Regions from separate parts of the Mus musculus genome. Here all the other regions are linked to region 5. A link is a contact called in public HiChIP or PLAC-seq, Micro-C and promoter capture Hi-C data. All regions are on one chromosome and are shown on one strand. The core of a region is the stretch at or near the end of the contact, and the rest is flanking DNA. Distances in the headings are between cores, read along the strand shown. Region 1 overlaps Chst15 (carbohydrate sulfotransferase 15). Region 2 holds the start of Zranb1 (zinc finger, RAN-binding domain containing 1). Region 3 holds the start of Chst15 (carbohydrate sulfotransferase 15). Region 4 holds the start of Cpxm2 (carboxypeptidase X 2 (M14 family)). Region 5 holds the start of Nkx1-2 (NK1 homeobox 2).

What was found. Promoter capture Hi-C pulls out the DNA fragments that hold promoters and counts their contacts. A called contact is a pair of places that touch in the nucleus more often than the background predicts. HiChIP or PLAC-seq counts read pairs in DNA pulled down with a chosen protein or histone mark. Capture Hi-C pulls out chosen DNA fragments and counts their contacts.
Region 1: an H3K4me3 HiChIP or PLAC-seq map of craniofacial prominence shows a contact between it and region 5, with 4 times the contacts expected there. The contact joins the enhancer-like site here to the promoter of Nkx1-2 in region 5. A contact is called at or near these places in 5 of 39 promoter capture datasets (3T3-L1-derived adipocytes, embryonic stem cells and second pharyngeal arch cranial neural crest), 5 of 115 datasets of contacts at active chromatin or transcription factors (astrocytes, craniofacial prominence, embryonic basal ganglia and 2 more) and 1 of 9 other capture datasets (embryonic stem cells).
Region 2: a promoter capture Hi-C map of pre-B cells shows a contact between it and region 5. The contact joins the promoter of Zranb1 here to the promoter of Nkx1-2 in region 5. A contact is called at or near these places in 14 of 39 promoter capture datasets (the 3T3-L1 cell line, the C10 cell line, the HPC-7 cell line and 8 more), 3 of 484 Hi-C or Micro-C datasets (CD8 T cells, Th1 cells and liver), 17 of 115 datasets of contacts at active chromatin or transcription factors (the 230-238 cell line, DN3 thymocytes, the SCID.adh cell line and 8 more) and 5 of 9 other capture datasets (adipose tissue, embryonic stem cells, liver and 2 more).
Region 3: a contact with region 5 is called in a Micro-C map of embryonic stem cells, with 4 times the contacts expected there. The contact joins the promoter of Chst15 here to the promoter of Nkx1-2 in region 5. A contact is called at or near these places in 3 of 39 promoter capture datasets (all in embryonic stem cells), 9 of 484 Hi-C or Micro-C datasets (all in embryonic stem cells), 6 of 115 datasets of contacts at active chromatin or transcription factors (embryonic midbrain and embryonic stem cells) and 4 of 9 other capture datasets (adipose tissue, embryonic stem cells, liver and 1 more).
Region 4: a promoter capture Hi-C map of adipose tissue shows a contact between it and region 5. The contact joins the promoter of Cpxm2 here to the promoter of Nkx1-2 in region 5. A contact is called at or near these places in 1 of 115 datasets of contacts at active chromatin or transcription factors (embryonic stem cells) and 1 of 9 other capture datasets (adipose tissue).

Annotation. Positions count from the first base shown.
Region 1 is chr7:132,246,045-132,249,251 of GRCm38.p6, forward strand. It overlaps Chst15 (carbohydrate sulfotransferase 15), which reads right to left. Exons shown (of 8, transcript NM_029935.6): 6 at 1,820-1,976. Among named protein-coding and RNA genes, the nearest start is that of Gm10584, 68 kb to the right of the region's middle. Within about 2 kb of position 1,722, at least 86 of the 459 cell types and tissues checked have an H3K27ac peak or open chromatin away from gene starts, as enhancers often do. A contact at or near this core is called in craniofacial prominence, embryonic basal ganglia and extraembryonic endoderm stem cells, where this site is marked.
Region 2 is chr7:132,929,806-132,933,451 of GRCm38.p6, forward strand. It overlaps Zranb1 (zinc finger, RAN-binding domain containing 1), which reads left to right and starts at 1,371. Exons shown (of 10, transcript NM_207302.3): 1 at 1,371-1,740. 1500002F19Rik (a long non-coding RNA gene) reads right to left here. Exons shown (of 2, transcript XR_003946678.1): 1 at 1,203-3,646.
Region 3 is chr7:132,315,563-132,318,703 of GRCm38.p6, forward strand. It overlaps Chst15 (carbohydrate sulfotransferase 15), which reads right to left and starts at 1,666. Exons shown (of 8, transcript NM_029935.6): 1 at 1,485-1,666. It overlaps Gm10584 (predicted gene 10584), which reads left to right and starts at 102. Exons shown (of 1, transcript NR_028578.1): 1 at 102-2,729.
Region 4 is chr7:132,153,268-132,156,789 of GRCm38.p6, forward strand. It overlaps Cpxm2 (carboxypeptidase X 2 (M14 family)), which reads right to left and starts at 1,474. Exons shown (of 14, transcript NM_018867.5): 1 at 1,019-1,474. The coding sequence starts at 1,346.
Region 5 is chr7:132,597,409-132,600,965 of GRCm38.p6, forward strand. It overlaps Nkx1-2 (NK1 homeobox 2), which reads right to left and starts at 2,229. Exons shown (of 2, transcript NM_009123.2): 1 at 1,905-2,229; 2 at 1-408. The coding sequence starts at 2,118.

The DNA.
Region 1 (3,207 bases), core at 472-2,971, 350 kb before region 5:
TTATATCGGATGCTGATCCTTTGCAGGGCAGGAGAGGCCCTGGTTCCCAGCCATGAAATCCAACTATGCCTGTGTCAGGACTCCAAAGCCCTGCCTCTCTCTACCCAAGACATCCAGCCAACTTAGGCTGGTATGAGCCTACATCTGCCCCTCCCTCTCTGAATTCTCAGGAGATCTCTGAGAAGAGAGAACTGGGTGGTAGCTGCTTCAGTGACTGTTGCTGCCTCTTCTAAGGAAACATGTTAACTTAGCCGAGGGCATCACCCCTCACTCTTCATCTGGCCTGTTCCTGCTTCCCTCCCTCCGCCCCTGTTATCCCACCTACGCTGCAGGCATCGTTGCAGAGTTCCACAGCATCATCAAACCCAAGAAATTCCAAAAGGACCAGAGTGGAAGCAACCCTGAGGCAGGCTGCCTTCGAGCACATCTGAATTCTCATAACTGACGACCTGCCTTCTCCCACCTGCCTTCCCCCACCCTCCAGAGCCTGCTGCTTGGAAACCCTAAAGAAGAAACTTCTGGAGACACACCAGAGCCCTGAAGAAAGCTGGGGTTTCAAAGCCTAGACTTGAGCCTTGGATTCCCCCCATTACTGGGTAGCTGGCTACAAAAGGCAACCTGACAGAGCCTTGGAAGCCCCGCCTGTGTCAGCAAGCTCCAGCAATAGTGGGGCCTGCATCAAGGCACAGCCTTAGGCTGCTGGGCAGCCAACGCTGGCAGAGTCCATCATTTTCCTATCAGGTTTGAGCACTTTCACCCCTCGGTGGGCTCTACCTAAGTGTGCCAGGGCGCAGCACCATAGTTTGTCAGTATGGCACATGTAAATGACTCCCAGTCTCCCGTCCCTATACCAGCCTAGAATAAAGCAATTGAATTTCAGAGAGGCTAAGACACACGAGCAAAGCCAGGGAAAGCCAGAATGAACCCACACCGCAGTCTGCCTCCAAAGCTTGCCTGACTGAAAATGTGGTTATCTATGTTGAGTCTTCCTTGCCAATGCAAACTACAATGCATACAAGAAGACAGCCCAGACTCCTGCTTGCTGGCCCTGGCTTAAGAAAAGATGGACAGAGTAGCCAAGCAGAGAGCCTGACATCTTTCCCCTGAGCCTCACTGCCCTGAGGTGGGGCGTGCTAGTCATCTACATCTGTGAATGCCGGATGTGGGACACAGCATACATCGGGCAGGAGGCTACCTGATGTAAGAGCCCTGCTAGGGAAACACTTAGGCCTGGGAGCCTTGTGTGGGAGATGTGACCTCAGGTAACTTAAGAGGATTCACCTCCAGCAAGAGATTTTACATAAGACTGGAAGGTTAGAGAAGGATAACAAGGGGTAGCGAGAACATTCTGCAGTGGAGAGCCTGCTGGAGCATTCCGTCACTGGTGGGTAATTCTGAAAGCCAATGCTATGAAGATTCTCTGAAACAACCTAAGGACTGGGTGTCCTCCTGTCTGCCAGCTCTAATTGCAGAGCCTTACTAAATGGCAGCCCTCCTAAGCGCACCCTGGGTCTCTAGGAGAGGCAGGGGGATTCAGGATGCAAAGTTTCTGGGTGACAGGCAAGGAAGGAGGGACACAGACAGCAGGCTCAGAGGCCCCAGCTGCTGCTGTGCCTCTCTCAGCCGGGAGCATTTTTCTTCCACATTAGCCACTGCTCAGAGGCAGCTGGCTGGGTGTCATTTGCACATTCAAACACTCCGTCCCCATCCCCCCACCTCCCTCCCGTCTCTGCACTAAAACCCTGTTCACAATGCCCCGCTGCACACAATAGCACCAGAGTGGGCCTGCTCTGTATGGGCTGCCCTGGTGAATACGCACGGGCATGGCATTGTTCAGGGTGTTGTTGTAGACGCAGGCGCGCAGTGAATAATCCAGCATGCAATTTTCAAACAGCTGCAGAGCCTCCGTCACTTTCTCGTGGAAGTCATCTGCAGATTTATTGGAACTTGCGAAGTAGAGATAGTCTGAGTACAACCTGCGAATAAAATAAATGGATAATCTTACCATCCGAGGGTGTGAAACCACACCACGTGGGCGACAACAAAAATCGGCTAGCCATTACATTAGCTGGTTTGATTTATTAAAATACAACAATTTTCCTCCCTTTCTTTCAAATGAGCCCCCTCCGTTCTTGCTCCCACCTGTAACATACCACCCACCCTTCCTGCTCAGATACATCTACACTGCCCCCAAACACTGACCAATACTGTGTTTTATTGTTAGTTGGTGATTTTGTCTCTTTCTCTTGTTAAATTTATTTTATTTATTAGCAGAGTGTGGGGAGGCCATGCAAAGGCCATCGTACAGGTGTGGAGACCAGAGGACAGCTCTGTGCAATCAGGTCTCTCGTTCACCTTTACACAGGTTCCACAAATGAAACTCGTGTTCCGGCTTGTTGCTAGGCCACCTTGCCTATATCTGCTTTAAGAAACAAACAACAAAACCCCGCAGTTATTTTGGGGGAGTGGGGGTGGCAGAGCAAGTCACAGCACACATGTAGAGGTCAGAGGACAAGACGTGGTTCTCTCCAACCACCATGTATGTGAAGAGGCTGAGCTCTGGCTGCTAGCCCTGGCAGAAGGTTCCTCTACTCACTGAGCCATCGTACCTCGCTGTTTAAAATTCCTTCTAGTTACCTCAGAAAGAGACTGTCCTTGCAGCCAGGCTTCAAAAGTCACTCCACAGCAAAGAGAAGCCAGGAAACACTCTGTACTGTCCCATCCCCTTCTTTTAAGAGGAACCCAGGGCACCTGTGATCCACACAAGGTTACAACCCCATGTGAAATTCCTGACTTTTCCCATTGATATCCTGAACGTCTAAAGTTACATTTAAAATTGTGCATGGTGGCTCATGCCTCTAATCCTCCCCGGCTAGGAGGTGGAGGTAGGGGATCACTGATGTTCCAGGTCTGGAGGGATAGGTAGCGACTTATCAGGACAATTTGGGCTACAGAATAAAAGTCTCACACATAGGCATGGAACCCCCTGCAGACGGATATGTTTGCAAGTCCAAGCAAACACCACATATATGTGCAATTGCATGTAACCACATTTTCCACAGGAGTTGCCAGTCTCCCTTGACAGTTACTGGTTCATCTTTATGTTTGCAATGTGCCGTGTTCGCATGAATCTTGCTGTTAAAGGAAAATTTATGAATGGTGAGGACCTGTGATCCCAGCACTCACGGGTGCTGAGGAAGAAAGATC
Region 2 (3,646 bases), core at 121-2,620, 330 kb after region 5:
TTTTGTGTTGTTGTTTCCATTTAAACTTAATTTATGGATAAGTTCTCAGACCAGGTGGGGGTTGCTGAAGGCCTCTACTCCATAGCAATGGCTATGGAGAGGAAGCACCCCACTGGTTGTGAAAGATGTTGGTGAGGGGAAGTTATACAAAGTACTGTTCTTTTGATGGCCATGGTACAGCTGTCTTATACCATTTTATGCAAATAACTCAAGACACCAAAGACAGCTTCACAAAGTGAATTCCCACTCAAGTTTGGGAAACATCAAACTTCAAGTAACACGGTCATCCTTTTGGATCTGAGGTATCCAAACAATTACTAAATGCCCTCCCAGATTGCTGTTAATGTTCCTTCAAGATACTAATTAATTATTTTTATTTTTAATTATGTGTTTGTGCAAGTGAGTGTGGGTGTTGGTAGAGGCCACAAGAGGGCACTGAACCCCCTGGAGCTGGAGTTACAGGTGACTGTCTTCCACTGAAGTGGCTGCTGGGAGCAGAACTTTGCTTCTCCGAAGTAAGTGCTCTTACACGCTGGCCGTTTCTCCAGACCCCCCATATTACTATCTTTTTAAAAATTACATTTATTTATTTTGTGTGTAGCCCAGAGAACAACTGTGGGAGTTAGTCGTCTTCTTCCACTCTGTAGGTACTGGGGATGGAACTCAGGCTGTCAGGCTTGGCAACTTTACCCAGTGAACTATTTCTACGGCCTTTAACACATTACTTTTAAAGCAGTTTACATTTTGAAAAAGTTTGAAGTAGGGCTAGGTGAAGCTAAGAGTAGTGGTGGCGTAAGTCCAGCACTCCGGAGGTTTAAGAGTTCGGGATCAGTCTCAGCTATTTAGAGGGGTTAGAAATAAATCGGGCTACAAGAGAACCTCGTCTGAAAACAAAATAAAATGCCAAGTAAGCAAGGCTTGTAATCTCAGCGCTCTTGGGGAGGCTGAGGCAGGAATATCGTTTAAGAGTTCCAGGCCAGCCTGAGCCCCAGAATGACAGCCTGGGTCAAATTATTGAAATTTTAAAAACTGTTTTAAACCGCCGAAGGAACGGCCAAGCGGTCTCCCAGTTAGCAAACAGATGCGTGACTCACGCTTGATTCAAAGCGCTGGCGACTCTGCAGCAAAGAGCGGCCGGCGGCCAGGGGAAGAAGGCTCCCACCTCCCAAGTGCATCCTGCACTTAGACTTGAAGACACTCACCCGGGAGGACGCGTCGCGGGACCGCGCGCGCCGTAGCCTCACAATCAGGACGCACGCTGCTGACGTCACGGCCGCGGCCCGCTCCTGCGCCGGGAAAGAGGCGGTCGCCTATTGGCTGCGCCTCCTGAGGCCTCGGGACCAATCACAGGACGGTGAGCAGCGAGGTCCAGTTCCTGACGTTGTGCGGCCGCCGCGGGGTTTATTTAGCTCTAGGGTCCTGACCGCCGCCATTCGGAGTCCTCTGCGCCCGAGGCTGTCCCCAGACCGCTCCGCCCCTGTCCCCGAGCCTCGGCCCCCGCCTCCGCGCAGCCTCTCCGCCCCTCGGGCCGCTGGGAGCCGCGCGCGGGCCCGCGGAGAACATGTCCTGACTGAGGCGGGAGGGCGGAGGCGGCAGCAGCGGGGTGGGCGGCGGCGCCGAGGGAGGCGGAGAGGGGCCGGGCTCGGCTCGTCGCCGCTGGCCGTGCGGGAGTCGCCGCCGCCGCCGCGGCCGCCGGGCGCCGCGCGTCAGACGGGGAGGAGGAGGATCCGCGGCCGCCAGGTAACCGGGCCTGGGTTGGGGGCGCCGCGCCGCAGGCCCCTCGCGGGTCGACCGCGGCCTGACGGGGCGTCGCGGGGAGCAGGCTGCCGAGCCTCCGGGCGGCAGCGTTGCGGGATAGCGCATCGCAGGCCCGGGGTTGTCCGCGGCCGCGCGTCCATCTTGGGCTTCCCAGCGCGGGGACAACCCGGAGGATGAGGGAGAGTGGCCGCCCGGCTTGTTTACCGACCTCAGTTGGCCGCCTTCGTCAGCGGCTGGCGCTGCCCTTCTGCCCGCCTCATTCCGGCAACTGGGATCCCTCCCGAGTCCGAGTGTGTGGGTCTTATTCCCACCTCTTAGTAGGCCATAAACACCCGGATTTGTCGCTCTAAGTTGGTGCTGGTCCCCAAACTTGTGTTTTGGTCCCTTGTCCACTTTCTCTCCCCTCATACGTTGGCCTCCGGTTGCCTAAAGCAAATCAGGGTGAAAGTTGATGTCTGGTGGCCATGGGCAGCTGGAACTCCGCTCCCGGTAACGATCGCTCTGTGCACCTACCTTGTGGGTTTTCTTGTTTTGTTTTGGTTTTCTGCTCTAATTTGGCTGGTCATTGCACAGACAAAAGAGCTGTAATACTTGCTGTTAGCGCCGGGGAGAGGCAGTTTACGTTAAGCAAGAAGTTTGAACCCGCCCATTATCTTGGAGACGCTGGTTTTGAAACCACCTTGCTTAGAATTTTGTATCTCAACCCCTCGATTTCCCCTTTCGGTTACCCACTAAGTCAATTTTTATAAGTTCTTTCCACTGCTTGCAATGTTTGGTCTCTGTATAGTTGACCTGTGATGGTGTTAATAAACGTGATGTACAAATACTTGGAAGTGTTATATAATGAGTGGCTCCTGTACCCCGCAGTCTCTTTCAGTCGACTCCCTACCAACTTTTGCTACATGCATGGTACCTCTGTTGATCAAAAATGGGTGACTTGGCTTATATAGAGAAAACAGGGGAGACCCGAGGATCTTTGTGACAGAGGCCATTAGAAAGTCCACTGAACTATGCTTGGGAAAAGTAAAGCTGGATCCTGTTAAATATTATTTTAATTAAATGAGGTATTTCGAAAGTATATTTGGAAGCCACTCTCTTGATTTGGAGGCTCTTAAAATAGTCTCATTAAATTTTTGTAACTTTTTCATTGGGGGGGGGTTGTGAGAGGTTAAAAGGTAGGGCAGTAATGAGACGTTTTACTTTTTTGGGGGGAGGATGTTATTTGAACGCCATGGGAGGTTTTTTCTGGTTGCTGTTTTAACAACCTTTTGTTAGTGCCGTTGAGCCTTGGGGCATCCATTTATTTACTCTTGAGGTTGTATGAAGAACTTACAACTCATGGTAATATATTTCAAACTAATGGCCTTGATCCATAACTATGTACTAATACGGATTGTGGCATATCACTTTTAAGGTCTGAGGATTAAACCAGGCAAGGTGGTGAATGGTGAATGCTTTTAACCCTAGCACTCAGGTAGCAGAGGCAGGTGGGTCTCTTGAGTTCTAGGCCATACTGGTCTACATAGTGAGTTCCATGACAGGGTTACACTGAGAAAACCTTCCCCCCCCCAACCATAAACAAACAAACAATTAAAGTAAGTCTGAGTATGAACATTAATTCAGATGTACATTGTTTGAGGTAAATTGATTTATGTGTAATTGATTCAGTGAGAGCCATTACATGTAGTTTTATTTATATTGCTTTTATAAAATCAGTTAAAACTTAAATGTAGTTGCAAAAGTAGGATGCTAACTTTTTATATAACTTGGTTTGGTTTTATTTGAGCATTGCTTATGGCTTTCCCCTCTTCCCTAGAAATACCTTCTTGTTTGAACATTTTTTTCTTCCAGTTTGTGGTGGTTTATTTGGAATTTTCATGTCCTCATT
Region 3 (3,141 bases), core at 416-2,915, 280 kb before region 5:
TTGCTCGCTCTAGCGGATCCAGACAGGCAGGCAGGCAGGCAACGTGGACACTCGACCACGGTGGGGCAGTCAAAACGAGGGTGCGCGGGACCTCGGAGTCCTAAACGTGAACACAAATGAGCGCAAGCCGGCCAATCGATTCGCCAGAAGGAGAAAGAAGGCGCTTCCCCTGCTCTCCATTCATTCCCTGCACAGTCTGGCTCCCCTCGCCCTGCCGCCATCCAGGATCCCCCGGGCTCCACATGGGCAAGTGCGCCAAGACCCGCTACCAGACACAACGCCCGCTTCCACTCCATTGGAGCACACAGCCCCACGGACTAGCACGCTATCAACATCCTCAGCGTCGCTCCTCGCGTCCGGGCCCCTGCCTTCTCGGCTTCCACCATCACCACCCGCCACCGCCGCCCCCACGGCTTAGCTCAGAGCTGCCTCGTTCTGCTCTCTGCTCCCCAGCTGGCGGGAGACACAGCTGAGACTCCCTAGTCAGGCCGCTTCGGGGACTAGGGTACAGCGACGATGGGAAAAGCGGCGAGTAAAAAAAGTTGAGACTGATCCCTCGGTTCCTCCCAGGCCTGTCCCCACGGTGTCTCCTCGGGAATCTTGCTCCCACAGACGCTGACGCCTGGGGCTGTTCCCCGAGACCCACACGAGCCTTCCCACCCAGAGCGGCAGTGCGGCTAGAGCCCGGATTCCCGAGGCGGCTCCGATTGGTACCCAGAGACAGTGGCAGATGCCCACGTACCTGCCCCAGGCTACGCCTGGAAACTTCCCCTAAAGTGTGCGGGGGAGGGGCAGTGAACACGACTAGGGGAATCCCGGTCCCCAGCTCTGCCTGTGGAGAGCTCGCTCCAGAAAATCGCCGATCTGTCTATTCATTGGCCTTATATCAGTCGTCCTTCCCTCTCAGTTCCTGGCCGACCCAGGGTCGCGCGAATTCTGACTCCTTGGGGCGGTTCTGCGGGACAGCTAGCCGGTGCGTGCCCCGCGGCGTGCGTCCTCCGCCGGCCTCCAGCTGTCCACAGCGCCACCACGCCAGCACCCGGTCCTCTGTCTTGGAGCTCGGACCACATTCGCTCTGTCTAGGGAGGGGGCGTGTGAGCCCCGGCTCCGCCACCGGTAGTCCTTCCCGCAGGGTCCCCAGGCGTGCTGGGCACCTAGAGCACGGCCAGGACCGCGCAGCGAAAAGGACGCCTCCTACAGGGGACCGTGCCTGTAGCGAGGAGGCCTGACCGAGGGGTGCGGGCCCAAACCTGCCGGAGCTCGGCGCGCTCCAAGTTCATTGTCTGCCTGGGCCGCCGCCGCCTCCGCGTCCGGAGCCTCCGCGCAGGGAGTGAAGCTGCACACAGCCCTGGCGGTCCGGACTCCCAGCGCCCATTCCCCGCCAACCTGGGCGAACCCGCAGAGGGGCACCGGGACCCAGAGCCAAACCTCCGCCCGCCGCTACTCGCCACCCCCTGCCCAGTCACCCAGAGCCCAACTTGTACCTGAAAAGCCCAAGACGATCTCGGAAGCCTCTGCAGCTCCGACTCCGCGGGAGCGCGCGCCCAGCCCCGCGCCTAGCACCCCGCACCCAGGGCGCGTCAACCTGACTCCCCGAGCGCTGGGAGGAAAAGTTTGGGAGTGACTTGCAGATGGCGAATGAAACCTCTGAACAGAACCCTCCCCCCGCCCCATGTCGCGCTGACACACATCAGCTCGAGTCTGGAATGCAAGATCAAGGCGTGCGCGCCCTGCTGAGCGGTGGGTTTGGTCCCCGCCCCCTCGCCCAGCAAGTAAATACAGTTTGTGTATTGCGGTGACTCCGACAAGACAAAACCGAAACCTGGTGTGTGTGGCAGTGACCCGGCTACCAGAAACAGTTTTAAGGAACTTGGCAGTCTAGAGACAGCCCATACATTGATATTCAAGGCCACTGACGCGAGTGGTTTCGGCGCCCTCTGTTGTATTTTTGCATTCTACAAAGGCTGCCTAGCTCTTGGGCCCTGTAGGTTTGCTTCTTCTGAGAGGTAAGGTTCTACAGGACCCCGAGTACCACTGCCGCAGTGGCCTACTGGGACTGCTTCAAGGAAAGGCTCCAGTGATCGGCTGTGGGCTGAAGATGAAATCAGTTAACATAAAATATGACACCTTAAACTCTTAAGACTTGTTCGGGACAGCCTTTGGAGCACCAAACCCCAGACTCTGGGGAATAGGATAGAAGCCACAGTCTTGGGTCTGCCCACGTTCCTATGGCCAGAGTCCAGCATCTTCTTTCTTGAAGCAACCGGGAAAATGCTCCCTAACTGTAAAATGCTGGCATATGTGCTAAAGGTGATTCTAGAGAACGGGAGCCCCTTTCAGTCTTGTTTGAGGTTCCCACCTCACCCCCCAAAGTCCTAGAGTTCTGGTTCAGCATCCACGGCGACTGAGTCAGAGGTCACAATCAGAGGGTCACGACTGCAGATAGGAACCCTGGATGACAGGGGAGTTCTTAAAAACCACTGTCTAGCTTCCCAACAAATACTGCCTCTTATATAAAAATCTGCAAAGAAAGATTAATGAAGCAGTGAGACTGCCCTCCCAGTCGGTAGACTGGATTGCTTTTCCCCCCATGTAGACTTGGCTTAGTGATTTGGAGGTCTTTATTATTTTTTTTAAACAAAAACCTTTTTTTTTCTAAAAATACAATGAGCTGGTTTTTGCAGAGTTCACAATTCCCAATAGATAATGATGCCATTTTTCATGGTCTTACACACGTTGTGGCTTTGGGGTTTATTTATTAGCTCCGGAGAAAAGACTGCCTTTCAGTAAGGTTTATATATTCGAGTAATTGCACTGGGACACAGTGCAGGTTGCTGTTTAAGAGGGTGGGTTGTGCAGGCGCCTACAAGCAAAGTCCTGGGCCAGGCAGCTGTCAGACCAGGGCATGCGGCCGGTTTAAGCAAACACAGTGAAGGTTCTTTGGAAACAGCAAGGAGGAAATCCCTTCCTGTAAGAGTGTGTGGAACATGATCCCTGGGCCACACGTATGGGGACTTTCCAATACATGCCCCATTATGGGGATAGCGCTGGGCCCACCCAGATGACTTTCAAATTCAGGTGTCAGAAATCACAGCTGACATGGGAACAAATTGTTTTTAAGTAAAATCCCTGGGCCACTTT
Region 4 (3,522 bases), core at 224-2,723, 440 kb before region 5:
GAAAAAGGAGAGACAGTCTCTGTGGTTCTATTTGGGTTTGCCCAACCTTTGGAACTATCAATGGCAGACGGCAGGGACTCAGCCATATACAAAGGTGATAGCCTCAAATTGGGGCTCAAGAGTGTCAGCATCTTCCCTTGCCACCCCGCCTGGTGAATTTAATATTCGTCTAACCAAATGAAAGCCACTTCTGAGTCCAGAGCTCTGTGACCTGGCACGTGATTCCTTTCAGGCAAAGAAACGCAAAGGCCATAGAATTTGGTCACTGTCCTGCTGGCTTCCTGTGATTGAAATAGTGGGAACACAGCTCCTGCACTGAGCAATCACTATCTGAAACAGTTAAGAGAAAGCCCTCTTCACAGGTTTGGGATACAGGCTGGACTAGAAGAAAGTGAGGATGGATTTGAGATTGGCCCAAGGGATGGGTAGAGCATCCCAGGCTGCCAGGCACTCAGAGCTTTCCAGGGCTCCTGTAGTCTGCCCTTTCCAAGAAGGCAGAATCTTGGCTGCTACAGGGACCAAGAGTGATCCAAAGTCTGCAGCTGGGACTGTGCCATTCTGTGCATAGTGGATTTAAGGGCCCCACTGACTGGGGTGGAGGGAGCTGAGAAGGGCACTGTCTGAATAAAGGTCACTGACTGAATCTTGCCAAGGCCATCTGCCAAGTGACACCGGCCGGTCACATGCCCATTGATAAAATCGGTCTGAAAAAAACACTTCTAAAGATTGAATACATAAGCAGAGCAGGAAGAAGCAACAGATGCCTCCTTAGGCTGTGCCAGCGAGCATTGGGACACCGGGCCGCTCCCCAGGCAGCTTCCCAAAGAGCTCCATTCTGTTTCTGCCTGAGGGGGCAGGGAGAGAAAGCTGAACTTAGCTCAGATGTAGTCTCTAGGGAATAACACAGGCACCACAGGACTTTGGCTGGGCTCACTCAAGAAAACATACTGGAAGCCAGGTGTCCCCTGGAGTGCCACGATCGCTGGCGCCCCCTCGGGCTGCCCGATGCAAAAGTTACCTGGTGGAGGCGTCTCTGCAACTAACTTCTCCCTCTTGGGAGCCTTCTTGGGCTTGATGGCCTTCTTGGGAGTTCTGTGGCCCTGCTGGTGCGGCTCCTGCTGTTCCTGCTCCTCCACCCTAAGGTCTTCATGCATTGAAGGCGAGAAGAGCTCCGGCTCCGGCTCAGGCTCCGGATGCCCATAATAGCGCCCGCGCCGCCAGAGCTCCTGGCTGTAATAGTCAGGCTCCTCGAAGGCTGCGCCCTGGGCTCTGACTCCAGCCAGGGCCACCGCCACAAGTGCCAGGGCCAGCGCCAGCGCAGGGCAGGCGGTCCCCAGACGGGCCATGCCCGCTCTGCCCCGCACCCAGGGTAGGATCGGGTCCCCGGGAGCGGCAGGCGGGCTACAAATGACGACTACGGCGCGGGACAGGGGCGCGGGCGCTGCAGCGGGTGCAGATGGTGGGTGGGACAGGCCGGACGGGCGGGGCTGGGCCGGAGTGGGGCGGGCAGGGGCGCGCCCAGGAGAGGCTAGGCGCCGGCCGACCCACCCTCCCTCCTACCCGCCCAGGGCCTCTCCAGCAGGTGTTGAAGGCCACTAGAAGACTGTCACCAGCCTTCCTTGCATTTCTAGGAGGCCGATATTTTGTCCTCCTGGGCACCCCTTCTGCAGAGGTAAGGCATGGTGATCGTGGAGAGAACTATAGGGCTGTGTCTTCCATTCCTTCATTTTGCAGAACAAATCTGATTAAGACTGGCTAAGGTAATAACCAGCAGGCTGCCCTCCAGTCGTTTTGCCCCAGACCGTGGAGGAATCCCGGATTCCCTGGAGGAAGTTCCCTGGGAGCAGGGCCTAAGGGCCTGGGAACCCCTGCTGCCTACCGTCCAGAGTGTGGCTCTGTAGGAGAGAATAGAGCCAGCCGAAGACTACTATCTCACAAGTCACAAGAGGGCATTTGTCTCTTCCAGGAATCCAGGCTTCTCTGGAGAACCCTGGTGTCACCTTCCCTTTGATAAAGTGCCTTCCATCTTTACCCATCATGCCGTAGTTTTTTTTCTTAGTGGAGTGGAAAGAAGCCAGTGGCCCTAGCTTCTCTCTGGGCTCTGCACCAGTATTCTATGGCTCCTCTAACACATTGAGACAGGTTTAAAACAAGAGACTCGCTGACTCACAGGTTAAATGTCAGAGGCAGCAGCACCAAGGTGCGTGTAGTGGTGGCTGAGGGACTCATTTGTGGTGAGAGCTGGGGTTGGGGGTAGCTTTCATAGCCACTCAATGAATCGCTAAAGTCAGGTCCTGGCAGTGACTGTTTTGCAGCTTGCTTGCTGTGCTTTCTAGGGGCTGCCTCGGGTGCCCTGCATCTCAGAGTCAGAATTCACAGGTCAAATCCAAACTGTACCTTCAAATCACCCCTATTTTTTTCTATCTCCATCTAGCGGAGAATATACTCCACATTTAAGAGGCTCTGAGATGATCCAGAATTGGTCCCAACTGTCATCAGTCTACTCTGTACATTTAATTCATAAGTTCTAAAGATCCAGTAGAGTTGCCTCCAAGGGGCCACAGTGTCTGCCAGCCACAAAGACAACTAGTCCTTAAGTCTGTCAGTCTGTCCCTGAGGGCCTGGGATATGACCCAAGAATGCCTCTGAGATGAACCTGGGCATTGGGCTAAGGCCTCTGCATTTAGAGGGGAATCACAGGCCTGAGGCCCCCAATGTCAGATGTTAGCCAGCTCAGCTGTGACTTTTTGCCTCACTCCTATGTCCTCACTGTTGCTATCAGACCACCCAGCCGACCTTTGGATTGCAGTTTTAGAACTCCTAGGTGGAAGGGTATTGCGAGAGAAAACTGTAGCTGACACAGGGCCCGTGGCGGATGGCTAGAGGGCCTTGGATCTAGTTGTCAAACCCAGGATAATTGGGAATCAAGATCCAGAGCAGTTCTCCAGAGAAGAAGGAAGTCTCCCTCCTCCCCTGGCTTTCTAAGAAGGCATTGGTTTGGATTGGATCCCCTGCGCTCTTCTCTGTGGATGTCTCCTGCACTTACTCACAGGGGTTGTCCTATCTAAACCCAGCCACTACAGACAAGAAAGCAAGTCCCAGGTATCCGTGTGGCTCAGAGAAGAGAGGCTCCATGGGCAAGACACACTCTTAAAGTCCCAACTAACCAGTGAAGACTAGGAAAAGATCCAACTAGAGTTCTAGCAGAAAAGGACCATATGTATAGCACCCAGACCAGGTGATCTAGTTGTAGACAAACACCAGGCTCCTTCAGACCCTGAAACCTCCTAAACACTAGGCTCGCGTGCTTTCCACGTGATTTTGACAGAGCTGAAGTTTAACACTGCCCTCCATTTCAATTCTACAGAATGGCTGAGGACAGAGTCACTCTCAGACATATGACAAACTGGTAATGAACCAGGTACCATCTGCTTGAGCCAGTAGTTATGGTAAACCTTAGTATCTGTGAATCTCTAACTTCTGGAAGCTTTTATATCTTCCCTTGGTAAGTACAAGGTCAAC
Region 5 (3,557 bases), core at 979-3,478:
TGCGGTTCTGGAACCAAATTTTGACCTGCGTCTCCGTGAGGCTGAGCGACAGCGCCAGGTTCAGGCGTTCGCACACCGACAGATAGCGCGTGGCTCGAAACTTGTTCTCTAGGGCCACCAGCTGCTCGTAAGTGAAGGCAGTGCGCGCGCGCCTTGGCTTGGCGCAGCTGGACTCGGCTCGCCGGCGTCGGGGCCGCGGGGAACCGGGAGAGCCCGGGGACGCCGGGAGGCCTTCCGCGCCGCTCTCTTCCGTTCCCACCGCTACTGCCCGGGCCTCTGGTGAGCCCTCATGGACCCCCTGCCAGCGCTCTGGCTGGTGCGCGCGCCCCGCATCCTCAGCTTCCTCCTCCTCCTCTGCCTCGGAGCCCTCCACCGGAGACCCGGGGTCAATGCCTCGGCCCACCGCATCTAAAAGAGAAGGGGATGGTGACCAGAAGCCCATAACAATTCTACCCAATGGCACTCCCAAACCTTCTTGTCCTCCCAAGAGCACTCAGATTTGCCCTTGATCTAACTCCCAGTTCCTCCCCTCTCCCGACTTTGCCCTCTTGGTTTCTGAATCCACATACCCTAGAGAGCAGATTCGGGAGTACAGTGTCCTTTACAAATCTGCCAGTAAGTAGGCACACAAGAAGTACATGTTGGATGACACCCCGTTTCAAGAAAGTATAGTGACTTTATCAAACCGGGAAGAGCAAAGTCGGCTGTGCATTATGATAGGGAATGTCAAGTGCGTTTACTAGTGCATCTCTCTAGTCCCTAGGAGCCTATGTTGCTGTGCAACTCCTAGCAATTAAAAAAGAAGTTATTAAACCCCCATCCCCCCAAAAAAGAGAAATTCCCCCTTTCCCATCTTCTCTCTCCAGTAGTGTTAATAGAGTTTCAGATTTGTCCGGGGCCTGATCGATAGATGTCATCTATTAAAGGTAAGTTTTAATCGAACAATATTAGGATCAGACAGGGAAAGGGGGTTTGAAGTCAGTACCTGCAAGCTGCGGGCAGGAGATATGCAGGCGCCAGTAATAGAATATCGATCAAGGAGTTAGGGGGAGGGGAGCGCGGCCCCACAGAGAGACCATCCAAACAATTAATCCAGGCCCGCGGCCGGGACCCAAGCCAGGCCACCAGAGGCTTCCGGGGGCCCCAGACAATCACCTCCAAACTTAGGAAGGAGGAGGAGGGGCTGTGCTATATACAGCCCTCCCTGGGACCTGAATCCCTAGACCTTCAGCGTCTCCCCAGATAATCAATCCCATGCTCATGTCCCACTAAGCATGAATCCTGCTATCTTAAGTTCTTCCAGCCACAAACTTTCCGGAACCCTTTCTTTTGTGTCCACCAACTTCAGGGATAAGGGGGAAAGGTCTAGAAGAGAACACCAAAAGCTATTGGGGGTGGGGGCGTCCCCTGTTGAGTCCGGGAAAGAGCATGGGCTCTAAAGATGTTTCCGAGTGGTTGAAAAAAAAGCACCTAATCCGGGGAAGGCCCGAGCCTCGGTTGCCCCATACATAAAATGGGAGTGGTGTTAATGACACTACATAGTTGGAAGGTATTTTCATAACCTTTATCCCAAGCTCCTCGCCCAGGTTCTAGCACGTGGAGAGCACAATACACTTCCATTAGATCAGTGAGCCTGAGCTGTAGTTTATGTGAGCCAGTCAGAGTTGTGGCGCTCATTCACTGAGCAGGTGTTCAGGAAAAAAGCACACACTGGTCCTGGCAATCTCAGCCACGTCCCTACCTCTGTCCTCTTCCAAGTAGGGATGGCTCGCTTCGCACCTGCGCGGGATCACCTTTTCTAGTTCCCAGGCTACCAATAAACCTTGACTACTACACACACACACACACACACACACACACACACACACACACCACTTAGGCTTAAAACCGCCTCACATTCTTACCAGGGGTCTCCTGTGACCCGATTGGATTCCCCGAACAAGCATCTTGCCCTGCTTCCACCTCTTCTAAACTTTTCTTGGCTTCCAGGGCAGCGAGACGCACCGGCGGGAGGGCAGCTCGCGTGAATTTTTGCGGATCCAAGATGTCCAAGACAGAGAAGGAGATCTTGTGGTGAGAGGGGGCCGCCTTGGCCCCGACGTCCTGCCATGCCAACATGCCCGCCTCCCGCGGGCCCGAGGCCAGCCGTACTGGGGTCGGGGCTGGATGCGCTCAGCCGCTGTCTTCTGCAGTGGTTTGGCCACAGCTCTCCAGCCGCGAACTGGAATTTCCCCGCCAAGTGAAGCTGTAGAGGGGGGCAAGGAGGCGGGGCGGGAGGAGAGAAGCGGGGAAGGGGGCGGGGGGGGGGGCTGCTTGAGGATTGGCACTTGAGCTGGCCAGACCCCTTCCACGTGCAGTGAGCGCTTGCAGCCTCCACGAGACTATCCTGGGCAGCCGGAGGGGGGAGGGAGCGCTGACTAGAGGGACCCTCGCGCGCCAATGCGCGCTCCCGGTTCGCCGGGTCACCGTGGCATGCTGTGTGAAAATCTTTCCATGCTGCGGAGACTCGTGAAGGGCGTGAGGGAGGATTCCATCTCCGCTACCTCATCTGCACACACATTCACCTGACTGAAGTTTACTTATTTCTCTTGGGGCACTTGCCATCTTCCTTTGACCTGGCGATGCCACAGAGGCCAGACCTGATTGCTTCGCCATGATGCACGGTGCATCTCAAGCCCCATCCCTGAACCACAGTAAAGGCTTCGGGCACATTTACGTAAAAATTTTAAAGCCTCTGTGCATTTACAGTTTATAAAGCCCTGGGGCTTTCTCACTCTCTTTTGATTTTCTAGGCATTCCCCCCTGTGAGGTGGGTGTGGCCTGGGAACCACAGTCTGTGGTTTCAAACAGAAGGAAAATGAGGTTCAAAGATGAGCGGTGGCGCTACAGATGACAAGAGTCTGGACTGGGCCAAGGTTTTTCAGGTCATCCTGATGGCTTAGGATATGTGTGTGTGTGCGGGGGGGGGGGGGGAACCTTCTTGGAGGGGAGTTTTTTCTTTCCACTCGGAAGACCAGCAGGGCCTGGTCAAAAGGGGTCTATGGAAATACGCCTGCCCAGAGAGCTGAAGGCTTAGGGCTAGGTGGCTTGGCTAAAGGTGAGTATCCCTCCTCGGATACCATTTTCATTGCCTGTCAGGACTTCTCAGTCACAGATTCTATCATTAACATCAGAAATTGACTCTCTGGGTTCCTTTCCCAGCGTGAAGAAGGAAAAGGTTAAAAGATGCCTAGTGGTTTGAATTTAAGACCAGAGATGAGAGCCGATTAAAATGGCCCCATCTGCCCCCCAAGTCTCCAGGGAGGACAGCCGGCATTAGCAGTGAGGGAAAGTCTGCATAGCCACACCCACGGTGATATTCCTTTTTTTTTTTTTAAGGCATTCATTTCAGCGACAAATTCTGAAGCATTAGCCCCTCTGCACAGAACCGCCTTGGAACCCCCCCCCCCCCCCGCCACTTCTTTCTTCTTTGCCCCATGTGGTTCCCAGACAATGTCTTGACAATTAATATTGTCTAAGCAGGTAAGAAGTAGGAAGAGGAGGGGACTCCTCACTAA